Regions from separate parts of the Sus scrofa genome. Here region 1 is linked to region 2. Evidence: chromatin contacts called from public HiChIP or PLAC-seq data. All regions are on one chromosome and are shown on one strand. The core of a region is the stretch at or near the end of the contact, and the rest is flanking DNA. Distances in the headings are between cores, read along the strand shown. Region 1 holds the start of GORAB (RAB6-interacting golgin). Region 2 holds the start of PRRX1 (paired mesoderm homeobox protein 1).

The links. HiChIP or PLAC-seq counts read pairs in DNA pulled down with a chosen protein or histone mark.
Region 1: a contact with region 2 is called in an H3K27ac HiChIP or PLAC-seq map of skeletal muscle. The contact joins the promoter of GORAB here to the promoter of PRRX1 in region 2. A contact is called at or near these places in 3 of 47 Hi-C or Micro-C datasets (embryonic fibroblasts and heart right ventricle) and 1 of 2 datasets of contacts at active chromatin or transcription factors (skeletal muscle).

The regions. Positions count from the first base shown.
Region 1 is chr4:80,585,498-80,592,602 of Sscrofa11.1, forward strand. GORAB (RAB6-interacting golgin) reads right to left here and starts at 5,212. Exons shown (of 5, transcript XM_021089423.1): 1 at 5,046-5,212. The coding sequence starts at 5,106.
Region 2 is chr4:80,497,250-80,504,123 of Sscrofa11.1, forward strand. PRRX1 (paired mesoderm homeobox protein 1) reads right to left here and starts at 5,440. Exons shown (of 4, transcript XM_021090642.1): 1 at 3,789-5,440. The coding sequence starts at 4,029.

The DNA.
Region 1 (7,105 bases), core at 3,962-6,461, 88 kb after region 2:
GGGAGCACAAGTATAGTTTAAAGGGGGCAATCCATAGCTGCTTCTGCCCATTAAAAGTAGCAGCTATCATTTAAAAATTTAGGTATTTTCAGAAATATTTCAATAGAAAAATTCATATTTTTACATAAAATATAGGGAATTGTGTCAATTAAGAAATCTAGATTATGCTGTGAGGGCAAAGAACTCCGGAATCTTTGTGGTTTTAAACACCAAAGATTTATTTCTCCTTAATGCCATGTGCCAATGAAGGCCAACATGGGCTTTCTACTCATCAGCCACATAAGGCTCCAGGCTGACTGCACAATCATTTAGTACTGCTAACAGGTAAGAAGAGCGTGCAGGAATGTCTTGGTTCAGCAATTAATTGCTTGACCCAGTAGTGACATAACACAATTGCTCACAATTCAATGCTGAACTAGCCCTAGGTCTGACCCCAGAACAAGGGCAATGAAAATATACAGGAAGAAGGAGAATAAGAAGTATTTGGCAAATGGCACTAATGATCATCACCCATTAATTTAAAAAGAAATGCAAAGATTAGATAATCCAAAAAGGGGAAAAAATGAAAAGATGAACACATTTTTGGGTTAAATTAAGCCTACAGGCTAAGTTTGTGATCTTTGTGCTATATCCTTTATTTAAGCCCTGCTTTCTCCACCCAAAACCACCATCATTTGAATCATGTTGATCATTCCCTTCCTTTTTAGTTATTTGTGCTGCATCTACAAATATTTATTTTATTTATTTATTTTGCTTTTTAAGGCCACACCCACTGCATATGGACAGTCCCATGCTAGGGGTCTTATCGGACCTCAGCTGCTGGCCTACACCACAGCCATAGCAACGCCAGATCCGAGCCATGTCTGCGACCTACACCAGAGCTCACAGCAATGCCGGATCCTTAACCCACTGAGCAAGGCCAGAAATCAAACCTGCAACCTCATGGTCCTAGCTGGATTCGTTTCCGCTAAGCCACAACAGGAACTCCCTACAAATATTTATTTTAAATTTTAATTTGTTGTTTAAGGGTATCATGCTATATGTAATATTTTCTAACTTAATATGATATTGCCAATATTCATCCACGTTGTTCATGTTGCTGTACCCAATCATTTTTAAAGATTGTATAATGTTCTATTGTATTAATAAAAAAAAGTCTACTGATCTTCCACTGATGGACATTTAAGCTGGATCCAGATTTCTGCTTGTGAATACTGCTGTTGTGTCACCTCTTGTGTAAGAATTTGCCTTGGATACCACCTAAGAACTGTTGGGTCATAAAGTATAACTTTAGGAGAAATGTCAAATTGCTTTCCAAAGTGCATTCCCTCTAGCAATGTATCAGATCCTGTGGATGCATTTTTTCTTCAATACATAATATTGTCAGACTTTCTGATATTTGTCAATCAAATAGTTTGCAGTTGTCTTTTCATTGGTGATAAGCATCTCTTCATATTACCTTTTCTAAGATATATCTATTCAGGTCTTTTGTTGATTTTTCTTTCAGCTTATCTGTATTCTTCATATCAGCAGCAATTGGAAAACATAATTAAAAATGATCAAGTATCTAGGAACAAATCTAGGAAGAGGGTATTCAGAACCTCTACAGGAGATTAATATTGTCTAATAAAACTCCAAATTTTTATTAAAAGATATTAAACTTAAATAAATGAAGACATATACAGTGGTAGTGTTTCATTACGTGAAGATGTGAAATCTCCTCAAATTGATCTAAAGACTCAATGCAATTCCAAAAAAAATTCCAACTGGGGAGTTTCCACTGCAGCTCAGAGGGTTAAGAACCCAACACAGTGTCCATGAGGATGAAGGTTCGATCCCTGCCTATGCTCAGTGGGTTAAGGATCCGGTGTTGCCATGAGGTGTGGTATAGGTTGCAGATGCGGCTCAGATCTGGTGTTGCTGTGGCTGTGGTGTAGGCCAGCAGCTGCAGCTCTAATTCGACCCCAGCCTAGGAACTTCCATATACCACAGATGTGGCCATAAAAAGCAAAATATTTAAAAAATTTAGAAAATTTAAAATTTCAACTGGGTTTTCCATGAAATTTGGTAAAAGATTTTAAAAAATTATATGAAAGGGTAAAAGTTCAAGAATAGCAAGGAAATTTCCAAAGAAAAAGAACAAGGAAACTAGACTGCTAGGAATATTATAAAGTTTTAAAACAGTATAGTATTGATGCAAGAATAGATAAAATGACCTACACTAAAATAAAGAACCCAGAAACAAGCCCATTCATATTTGAAGCACTGATATATACAATGGAAGAGGCAGAGCAAATCAACAGCAAAAGGTAGAATAGTTCAACGGACCTAGAGGAAAATAGTTATCTACATAGAAAAGATGAAATCAGCTCTAACTGTCCTACCACATGAAAACAAACAAAACATTCTCCACATGGATTAAAGACTTAAATGTCAAATCAACACTAAAACTCATCAGAAACACAATTCTTTATGCAATGTTTTGAATCTGTTATAGCTTATAATAAAAACAATTTTAAAAACATTCAATTGAAAATAGGGATTAGTATCTTTTAGAGCTTACAGTACAGTACTAATTCCTTAAGACACAGAAAATGTTGACTATAAAAGGACTGATAAATTTTCCCACATTAAAATTAAATACTTTCTTCATCGAGAGATAAAAGATAAGTTACGCACTGTGAGAAGATTGATAATATAACTGGCAAAGAACTAGTATCAAGAATAAAGTCATTGGAACTCCCGTTGTGGCCGCAGCGGAGACAAATCCGACTAGGAACCACGAGGTTACGGGTTTGATCCCTGGTCTTGCTCAGGGGTGAAGGATCTGGCATTGCCGTGAGCTGTGGTGTATGTCACAGATGCAGTTGGATCTGGCATTGCTGTGGCTGTGGTATAGGCCAGCAGCTACAGCTCCAATTAGACCCCTAGCCTGGGAACCTCCATATGCTGCAGGTGCAGCCCTAAAAAGACAAAAGACACACACACACAAGATAATAAATTCATGAATATATTATTTAACTAGAAACTGACAGCACTGTTTATTTCCAATTTTTCCATTATGAAATATGTCATAGATTAAGTTACTACGTGTGGCTATGGTACATATATTCTCATTAGCTGTATTAGCTGTTCACTGGATTATACCACAATTTACTTATTCACTCACTTGCCAATGAACATTTGGATGGTTTCCAGCTTTTAATATCATAAACAATATAAACAAAAGTATTAAGAATATTTTTGACATTCCCAAATGCCATATGGGTTTCTCTAGAGTAATGTCATCCTTGTTTTTGCTGGCAACCAACCATATCTTCATAGATTATTTAACTGTATTTTTAAGGCTGGAAAATAGCTGAAAAGAGCCTTAAAAACTTGAAGATTCAGCTCTGTTAGTTTTACAAATGAGAAATCTAAGACACAAAGATTTAAAGGCAGAGCTGGAAGATCTACTATACACCAATCACCGTGACTGGCTTTAAGCATACAAAGATGCTGGGATGTCTTCTGTGTTCTTAAGGTGGTCAAAGACTAGTGAGTTGGTGTCTATACTCTATCATCTCACTGAAATGATAAGTCTTGACGTTAAGGTCCTTCCAGTCTGTCTTCATCCCAAATTGCAGAGATACTTAAGAATATACTTCCACATAATGAATCCAATGTTTAATTTAGACTTTTTCATTAAGTTTTCTTACTCCTGGCAAACTCACCTCTGCTAACACATAATCTCTGTGAAATTTTGCCAAACTCCACCCAAACACCAGCACAGTAAAGTTCCTGATAACTCTGTAGCAAGCCCTTGCACAATACCCATTATCACATTATATCATAATTTGTCTCTTCACTAGACTATAAGCTCTTTGAAAGCAGAGATGATGCCTTGTTCATATCAGCATTGCTAATACAGGAGCTGATATCTGTAACTCTGGGTCAGACCAGAAACAAGGGTATTAGTACTCTGTACATCTGAAAATGGGAATGACAGTCAATTACACACAGTGGTTTAACTTTTATGATATAGTTTTTAAAGGCCTCTGGACCAGTCAAAATGTCCTCAATCTATATGATCTACATTGGCCTTACATTATAAATGTACTTCCTTTTCCACTGGTCAGCCCTAGATTATTTTCACAACCATGCTAAAAATGTACAAGCTTACCTGAGCAACATCCAACATTCCAACAAACTCTAAGAAAAGGCGGGGCTTACTTAATTTTCTCCCAGAGTATATAAGGTATGATACAAAGAGTGGTGTAAGATCACAGATGGGAGGTGCACTAAGTGGTTGTCCACTACCAGGATCACCATACAGAACTTTATGAAATTTCAATCACAAAATACAGTTTATATTATCAAGAGTATCTCATTAAGTATCATCAAATTTCTTCATTAAAAGATAAAATAGTACAAGTCCATTCAGATATTAAGCTATAAAGCTGAAAAAGGAAGCACAAAATTTTAGCTTATGCCCAAGTCATTTTATATATTTATATTTATATATATATGGCACATCTAACATCTCAAAGGCCCTTTTGGTTTGGTGACTCTTAAGAGTTGGAAAAAATCATCTGGCAAGCAGAAGTGAATGCAAGATTCCAAATGTACTACGAAAAGCACTTACTTTTTGCATTTATTCAGACCACTGTGTTCCCTTTTTCCCAATCGTTGCCTGCTTCTATAAATTTATCAAAATTCTAATATGCTAGGTACCCGTCCTTCCTTTATCCTGACCCCAAACCTCCAACCATTGATCTATGCAGCAATCTTCCTATTGCATTTCCTCTCCCAAGTCCCATTCTTTTCACAGGAAAAAGTTAAATCTCTGAAACAGATTCCTGAACTCTCTTTTTAAAAAACTGATCCCAGTGCCCTGCTTCTCCAGCTGTGACTTCAAGTACTTCCACCTCTAAGTCCCCCTCAATTCTGTCTTTCCCTAACACCCAGAACCCTGTCCCCCGCCACCTTCCCCCTCAAAAACCGCAGCCCCGCCCCTTCCCCTTAACAGACCCAAGACCTAAACTTCTACAGACCCGTCCCGTTACCTTTAGTCTGCTTTAATCGCCTCAGCTCCTCCTCAGAGAAGCCGGCCCAACCCTGCGCCATCCGCCTGGTCCGCCGGCACACCTTGAGCACCTAGACTTCAGAGCCCCGACTGCCAACACGACGGCCCAGGCACATCCGGGTTCTTCCCCGGCCTGCAGCTGACCAACCAATCAGCGCATTGAGCTCTGGGCACAAAGCCCCCCTTCCCTGCCTCAAGGCCCGGCTCCCTTCCCGGCTGTCTCCGGCAATGCCAGATAAACTACCTAAGGAAATCTTGGCCTCACTGACATACTTTTCCACTGACCTGGCTCTGCTCTTTCCCCCTATCTCCTATGTTCGTTGTAAATTATCTCTTCAAGATATAGAGGGAAATAGCGGTAGGAATAAGGGTGGAAATAAACAGGCAGTGAAGAAGAGGCTACGAGTCGGAGGACTTAACTGTCAAGCGGGGCTCTCCGTAAATTTACTGGGGCGGAGCCTTCTACCTGGTGGTCTTGGATGTTTGTACTTCGGGCCTGCAGAGGTTTCTCACAAGACTGCACTGAAAGCATCTGCAGGTCGACTCAAGCACACTCAGATTTATTATCTAATTAGAGAGAATGATTTCAGAGGATGGGGCTTAATAGTGGAAAAGGAACAGACACGTTTGACAGCATAGCTAGTTGTCCCGCAGGCTGTAGCGTCTCCCGGTTTCTGTTAATTGGGTGTTGGTTCTTTGATGTTTTGTGAATCATTATCGATAATCTGTAATCTCTCTCCTAAGGGATGTCAAAATTTCTTTCGTTAAAAGTGGTCTTTTGTCTGTTTTTCCGTTCAGAGAAGACAATGTAAAATGTCGCTACTGGGGGATGGGAAAACATTTCTTAGGCTTCTCCCGCTTGGAATCCCGATTGCAATGTACTAGTAAGACCTATCAATTTCTCATTTTAAGCAATATTTCAGAGATTTAAAAATGCGAGCGTTGTTAAAGTACATATAGTCAGGATGATTTAAAAGAAACCACTTATTTAATTTTTCAGATTTCTCTTCTCACTGTTTTGCATTTTAAAACACAGTTATTTTGGCTTACATTTAAAAATCCCATGGGTGGCATTTGGCTTTAGTGTGCCAATATTTTAAAACAGAATAAAGGAGTAGGCTAAAAATAAAATACTTACTAAGAAACGATTTGTAATGAGTATTTGAGACTTAAATAGGTGATTAGAAGATGGGATGTTTGGAATTCTCTTTGTAACTTTTAAGCTTTTATACTCTAAAAGGATTTTTGAAATATAGGTGTCCACAAACACTTCATTTTAAATGTGGACTCATTTTCCCTAGCATTTAAAAGTTAAAATGTCATCCAAAAGGATTGGAAGGAGACAGCTTCATCCAGTTTTTGAACTTAAACTAAAAAAAAAAAATTAAGATTATCTAGCTCCGAAATAATAGATGGGGATCAGTACTAGTCTGATAGTTAATTCAGTTCTCCATTTTCAGGCATCAGCCATCTAGTTCCATCTAATAAAAATGAACCACTTGTATGACGTATGTTAAATTTTATATACACACTTTTTTTAGCTCAATCTAGATGGATTTTAAGAATTATCAATAATCTTAATAGATATAAAAATTAAGGTATTTTAAAACACCTTAAAATATTTTAAAAAGGAGATTATTATAAAATTTGTCCTCCTTTGCCTGATAATATTTGTCTTAAATCTACTTAGTCTGATGTTAATATGTCATCCTAATTTTCTTTTGAATACTGTTAGCATTGTTAGCATGGTATATCTTTTTTTTTTCTTTTAATCTACTTGTACCTTTCTTTTAGGCAACTTTGTTCTTGCTTTTCTATCCAATATAACAATCTCTGCTTTTTAATTTGTGTGTTTATATCATTTACATTTAATATGATTGTTATGTTTAGGTCTTAAACCTCTAAGCTAAGCCTTAAACCTTAAACTAAAACATTCTAGTCTTTGATTTCACTTTGTTTCATCTGTTGTTTGTTCCCTTTCCCCATCTTTTTTTTTTTTAAGTAATTACTGATATTTTATTTTTCAATAGTTATTTCCCC
Region 2 (6,874 bases), core at 4,190-6,689:
GATTGGGCGGGTGATTCCTTCGCGCCGCGTTTACACCTCTCCCTTTGTGACAAATCGATTTCCCGCGCCGCTGTTCTGCATTTGCATCCCGCCGCGGCCCGGGACCCAGCTGCGCCCGCCCGGTGCACTTAGCACCGCCTTGTGAATGTGTGCGTGTGTGCGCGCGTGTCTAATTGACTTTCCGTCTACCTTTTTATGACTACATGTGTTTCCAACAAAAGGTCTTATTAGGACAATCTGGTTTCACTAATTTAGAGGTTGGGAACGTGGAAGGCACGCTTTTTTTTAAAGAGTTTGCAGAAGTTCAGATTAAGAAATGACAGCGGGATGCACCGTCCTCCTAGGACTAGGTCTGCCTATTTTTATGACCTGTTGCTCTTTCCTTTCCCAGACTCCTGTTCTACCACCACCCCCTTCACACTCCTCAGTAGCCCCTGGATTCCTGTGTTAAAGAACCGTTTCTTTAACTGCTTGGGTATTTGAACCCAGAAGTTTGAGAAATTTACTAGGTTGGGAGTATCAGTAAAAGGAGAAAGAAACCCTTCAACAGAGGGGAAAGTGGAGTGAATGAAAACCAAGAGGGGAAGCAGAATTGTGGTGGGGAGTGCGGAGATCAGCAGGAAGCCTCCACCTTGGGCAGTTCTGAGCTCCTCTTTGCTAAAATGGCCCCAGTTTGTAATTTGAAAAATTGCAATATCAATGATCTAGCATTGCAAGTGTAGATAGAGCCTGTTTTACTTAATTTAGCTGAACAGAAAATTTAGGAAGGACTTGTTTCTAAATAGCTCTAAGAGGAAAAGGTGTCTTTCAGATGTTCCCTATCTCTGCAAAGGAGATTATAGTTCTCACTATGGAGTGGACTCCCAGCAGGCTGCAAAAAGCACCTGACTCTTGGTGCCCTCCTCTGTTCCTTATGGCTGACAGTCTAGCTCTAGCCCTTTGCCTGAAGACTCCTTGCTTTTCTGATCCACAGCCTGAGACTCACTGTCCACTATGGACTGGAGGCCCATCGCAGCCCCATCAGTCCTGACTTCCAAGAAACTCATAACATCTTCCTTGGCAACTCCTAGTACGGGCCCAAGACTAAGGACAAGGGCCTTCTGGACTCTTGCTATCATGCAACTTACCAGACCCTCTTATTCTCATCCCAGAGATGGGAAAAGAGGTTGAGGAAAGATTCCTTCTAAAAGCAGCTGCTATCTGTTAGAAGAATAGGCCCTGGTCATCTCCAGAAAGCAAGACCTATGACGCATGTGCGGGTGTGTTTGGGAATGCGTGTTTTCTCAGCTACGTTCCCAGCTCCAGGTGTTCTTCATGTAGTCCTCACCCCCTCATTCTGCATTCTGTGACCTCCTTCTGGAACTGTTTGTCTGCTATTCCTTCTCAAGCATCCTCTCCTTGGACCCTCAGTTCCCTTTCAGGGTTTACTCCCCACTAGGCCTTGTTACTACTAGAAACTCCGTGATGTGCTCAAGATCAAGCAGGCAGGTTTCTGCAGTTCTCATCCCTTTTCCTCTGGATACACGGTCCGTCCCCAACTCCACTCTGCTGCCCTTTTCCTGTGCCCTCCGCACCAGCACAGATGCCCCATGCTCAACGGGGCCTCAGCTGCACCAGGCTTAGGTCTTGCAGGGGCCATCCCTGGGCCAGCTCCCCATGGCCTCACTTCAGCTTGGGGACACTTCCCAGCTGGCCTCTTTGGCCCAGTCTCCCTCTGTACCCACTAGGAGGCCACCATGAACCTGAGCTCCCCTCTTGCTGTGGCCACTTGAAGTCAAATAACAGGAACCATAAGCATCCTGCTAGCCCTGTAATACCTGGTGCCCAGGGCTGAAGCCTTGTTGGGGCCACTAACCCTGGGCCTGCTTTTCATAGCCCTCTGCCTGCTCTTGGGGCAAAGCAATCCCTGCTGGTCTCTCTCACCTCACCCTAATTTTCTATGCAGTGGTTTCTTTACAACTGTGTTTTCCATTACGGCGCCATCCTTCAGTGCTCCAAACAGTGATAAATATTGCAACTAATAATTAGTGATGGTAAAACAAACAAACAAATTGGCAGAATCTGCAGAATTAGTGAATCCGAGTCATGGGCACAGGGACATTCAGAATACTATTCTCCCTACTCTTTGTATGTTTAAATTATTCCTTAGCAAAGTGTTTTAAAATTATTTTGCAGAGCATTTTCTTGAGCTCAAGTGTATACATCAACAATTAATTTACATCGCTGCCTACAGTGAGTGAGCATCTCCCCAACAAACCCCAATAACTCAACAAGGCAGTCTCTGCTTCTGTGCCTAGCTATTACCCTGGACTTAAGGACACCAGGTCTTCATTTCCCAGAGTTGACCAGTTTTTTGCTAGTGACAGCCTAGATCAGACTCCCTATTACCCTCTGCCTTTGTGGTAGTAGGGTGGACTGGCCCAGTTTGTGTTTGGCTAAAAAACACTGAGGGGAGTCCAGGCCTGGACCAAGGATGCAAGGTGAAGGCAGGCGGCCTTCTGGAGACATGGGCTCTCCCTGCTGCCTGTTTTAATGCTGCAGCCCTCCCAGCACTTTGCACAGGCCTTGCTTCCAGCTGTTTCTACGTCCAGTTTGCTTTGTTCTCTGTTTTCTGAGAATCTGACTTTGGCACTGTTTTTTGAAAATCATAGAATGCCAGCAGGCCCCCTGGTTCCACAAGTTCCAAGTTTTAAGACAAATCAGTCAGCAACTAATGGCATGGAAAGCAATCAGCCTTATTTTAAAACTTTCAGCCAAGTTCTGACTCTTGCAACATTGAGGAGGAAATATCCAACCCCAGGTCACCTGGGATGAGCCAGGTGACAGGTCTGTTACAGACGCTGGGACTTATGGATACACCTGGAGTCGCATTTTTAAGGCAAGGCTAATAACGCAAAAAGGAGATTTGCTTGAGGGACCGCGATATCAATCAGAGAGGGTGCGGAAAGGAGACTGTGGAAGGACTTTTCTAGAAATCTTGGGAACAATAGAGAGAGGTCCTCCAATGTGACACCTTTCTAGGCATTGGAGCCCCACACTTCCCTGGCGCATCTCTGCTGTGAGGAATCATGCCTGGCAGGAGCTCGGGTTTCACCCCAAAGGGCTTTGCCTCTCCAGAGTCTTCCCGAGTCATTCAGGCCGTTTATTCCACCGGGGGTCTCAAGCCCTTATGTAGGTGGCAGCAACAGCCGCCGGGACAGACAGCAGCTCCGGCGGGTCCAGCGCCGCCCCTCCCGCACTCCCAGTTTTCCGGCCCGCGCGCTGTGCGCAACACGAGCCTCACGGTTGCAGCTCCCTTTAGGCGGTGCCCTTCGCCACTCTGTCCGTCTGCCCTCGAACCCGCTTATGCCATCCGGAAGAAGCCCTCCAGACCGGACTGAGCATCTTTAAGCCGCTGCCTTCCTAAACAGGACTGGCTCCCTGAGTTTGCACTGCTCTGGGACCCTTTTCCAGCCCAGCCCCATCGTCCCACAAGCTGGAAGATTTGGCAGCCTCGCTCCTCTGGGACTGAGGGGCAGCGTAGTCCGCTTCGGCGCGAGTCTGCGGCGGGCAGAGTCCCTGACCTCAAATGCAGAGCCTCGGAGCTTTCCTCCGGCGTTCTCCCTGGCTACCTCCTCCGCGGAGCCCTCCTTTTCTCATCTTTTTTCCTCCGTCTGTGACCGCCCTTCCTCTGGCTACTGCCACCAATCTCTCCTTGTTTCTGACTTTCTCCCCCTGGCCCAAGGCGGGCTCCAGCCGCTCAGCCCGGACCCCCGCCCTCGGTCGGGACACGCACGCCCCTCACTCACTGTCCTGTTGCGGGGTGTCGCTGCCGCTGGTGAGTCCCGGCGACTCCAGGAGGCTCCGGCCCGCTTCGCCCACGCTCTCGTCCGCCTGCGCCGCCACCATGTCCCCGGCTTCCTCCAGGTCTAGCAGGTGACTGACCGAGAAGTTCTTTTTCGCCTGCAGGGTGTCGAGGTTGCCCGGGCTGTCCAAGCGGCCGCCCAGCGCCGGTTGCCGCTCCAGAACGTGCCCGTAGCTGGAGGTCATGGTCTCCCCCTCCGATCCCACCCACCCCCCTCTTCCCGCTCGAATCAACACCAAACGCTGTGGGCGCGAGGGGGGAGAGGAGCCGAGTGGGGAAGTGGGGGAGGGAATGGAGAGAGAGAGAGGGAGAGAGAGAAAGGAGGGGAAGAACAAAAAAAGTGGAAAGAGGGCGGGGGACCCCCTTCTGTAGAGCAGAGCGTTGTGCACCGGCAGCCTCCGACAGCTTCGGTTGCTTTCCCGAGGCCAAGTCCGGCGCGGTCCAAAGAGATAATCCACACCAAAAAATAAAATTAAAAGTCACCCTATGTTCAAGTCAGGAGAAGAAGAAGAAAAAAAATCCCCTTCAGCTCTCCAAAAGCGTTCACACGCACACGCTAAAAATAATAATAAGGGGAAGAGAGGAAAGGGGAGGCCAGCAGGGCGGGGGAGTTAGGCAAACAGAAGAAGAGAGAAGAAGGGGTGGGAGAGAAGAATCAAAGTGTGTGTGTGTGTGTGTGTGTGTGTGTGTGTGTTTTAGGTTAAAAAAGTTATTCCCAGGCAAGAGTTCAAGCACCAACAGAAGAAGGCTTGTTCCAGCTTTAAAACATCTTCAAGAAAATGTGTTCCCCCTCTCTGCACTCCTGTGGATTCTCAGGAGTGACTAAAGTTTCAGGAGGAGAGGGTGATGTCTTGCAGATGTATTGGAGAGCAGGATTCTCACTTTACTTTTCCTAAGGAGGGGGGAAAAAAAGGCTCCAAGAGTCCGAAGGAGGGTGGTGGTGGTGGGTTTCCCTGTTCCCTTCTCTCTCTCCCCCTCTTCTTGCTGAGCTCCTTTTTCCTTCTCAGTTGGATCAAGAAGCTCTCTGGCACTTCAAAAGGCACAAACTGGCATGCAGAGGAGGCTTTGTAGGGAATACAAGAAAATTGGAGACCCCTGGGAGGGCAGATCTCGACTTAATAGGAGCCTGTAATTACGTGGCAAAGCCTTTGTGCGGTGCCTGACGTTTTACAGACCCCCTTTCTCCATCACAATCTCCTTCTTCCTCCTTTCCCTCAGACCAGAAAACAGTCTGATTAAGAAAACCCCCTTTGCCAACTTCTGAGCAAGAGAGAAAGAGAGAGGGAGAGAGAGAGAGAGGGAGGAGGGGAAGAAAAGGGAGGGAAGAGAAAGCAAGAGCCCCTTTGGATTTTTAAAGTAAAGGTCTAATTATCATTCCCCTGCAATAGTATCACGGGAGAAAGGACAAACTGAAACCCACAGTCACTTCAAACAGGCTGATTATTTTGCTTAGGCATTAACTCCTCCAGATTTGTTTAAGATCCTGTTGGAAAATTTCATTTGCATGTTTTGATAACAGCTGCGGGGAAACTTGTTGGAAAAAATCCACAACTATCTCAATCAAATTTTCCTCTCCCTCTGAGTTTTTTTCTTTTTAATGTTTCCTGCTGTTCTAACAATTTTGAGTGGTGGTGGGCTGGGTGGGTCTGCGAACGAGGGAGAGAGATATTAAAGCTACATTTGGTTCTGTAGAGACAGCCTATTAAATAATGTAGTAAAACGACAGGGTTGATCATAATGGAAGGCTCTCCCACGCTTCTTCCACGGACTAAAGAGATCTAGAAGTCGCTGCATTGATTCGAGTCTCTCTGCGCTGCTAGGAATCAACGGTACAGGGCAGTAGGAAATTTACATATTTATTTAGCTGGGAGAAAGGACTCTAGGAGTTTGTCATAATTGCTCCCCTTCCCCCCCACCCTGGCCAATTTCGTAACCTCTTCAGTACGGCCAAGGTCGCTTCCCCAGGCTACGACGACGCTAAGCCGAGAAGGTCGCGCTGCCCAGATGCGGAGGAAGCAGGGGCACTCCTAGAGCCAGCTGCGGGCAGACGTTCCCGTGGCGGCTCAGGGTCCGATTCGGGTGCCACGGGGGTGGGGACGGGGAAGAGGGGCGGACGAATCCCCATCTAACTCTAGAGATAGTGCTTTGTCGTCTGTCTGCTGAGCCCTAACTTGATAGAGGACAGAGAGGTGCTGAGCGATTTTTTCATGACCGGGTGGAATTTGGTAACAGCTTTAATAGTCTCATTAGAAATGAGTTACTATATGACGAGTAAGTAAAATATTCAGTGCTTATTTGTGGCGTTTTATGTTCTTTAAACACACACACACAGTCCCTCACTCCCTTGATTACTTTTTTTTTTTCTTTCTTCCTATAGTCTAGGGGCTCGGCTCGACTGAGAGAAAGAGTGTGTGTAAATGGTTTCTGGGCTCCAAACGGCCATAGTTAGCCCAGAACTTCCAGCCCTGATCTAGGAAAAGAACATTTGATGCCATCAAAGGGCTGCAGATTGAAACCAGATGTGCTAGCCTCGGTTCTTTCCATGCATTTAATTAAGGAGCCAGGACGGAGGAGACTTTTTCATCATTAGTCCACCCACTCCCCCCTCCTCTTTCAATCCCTTCACCCTCCCCGCGGCCCGCTCGCACCCCCTGACCGGGAGCCCAGAGGCCCCCACCCCCAGCCAGCCCCGCGAGGTGCGCCAAGCCCATCGCTCCTTCTACCCAGCGGTCGTGGCTCTAAGCAGTAAACATCTGTCCCGTCTAGGCCGTGGGGAGCTGCGCGGCCGGGCTAGCGGGATGCTGGTGGGAGACAGACGCGCGCCAGAGTGGGCTCGCACCCGAGTGGCAGCTTTGGAGGAGGGTGCCTTGCGAGGACATTTCCAACACCGTTTCTTCTGAGAGCCTAAGCCTACACGTGTCAGTGCCACCACCGGCTGTGAAAGACTGGGCTTAATTGCACAGAGGCTTTCACCAGCGTCCTGCAGCATGAGCTTGGGTGCAAGGGCTGAGGAGGCTTCTCTCCAGGTTC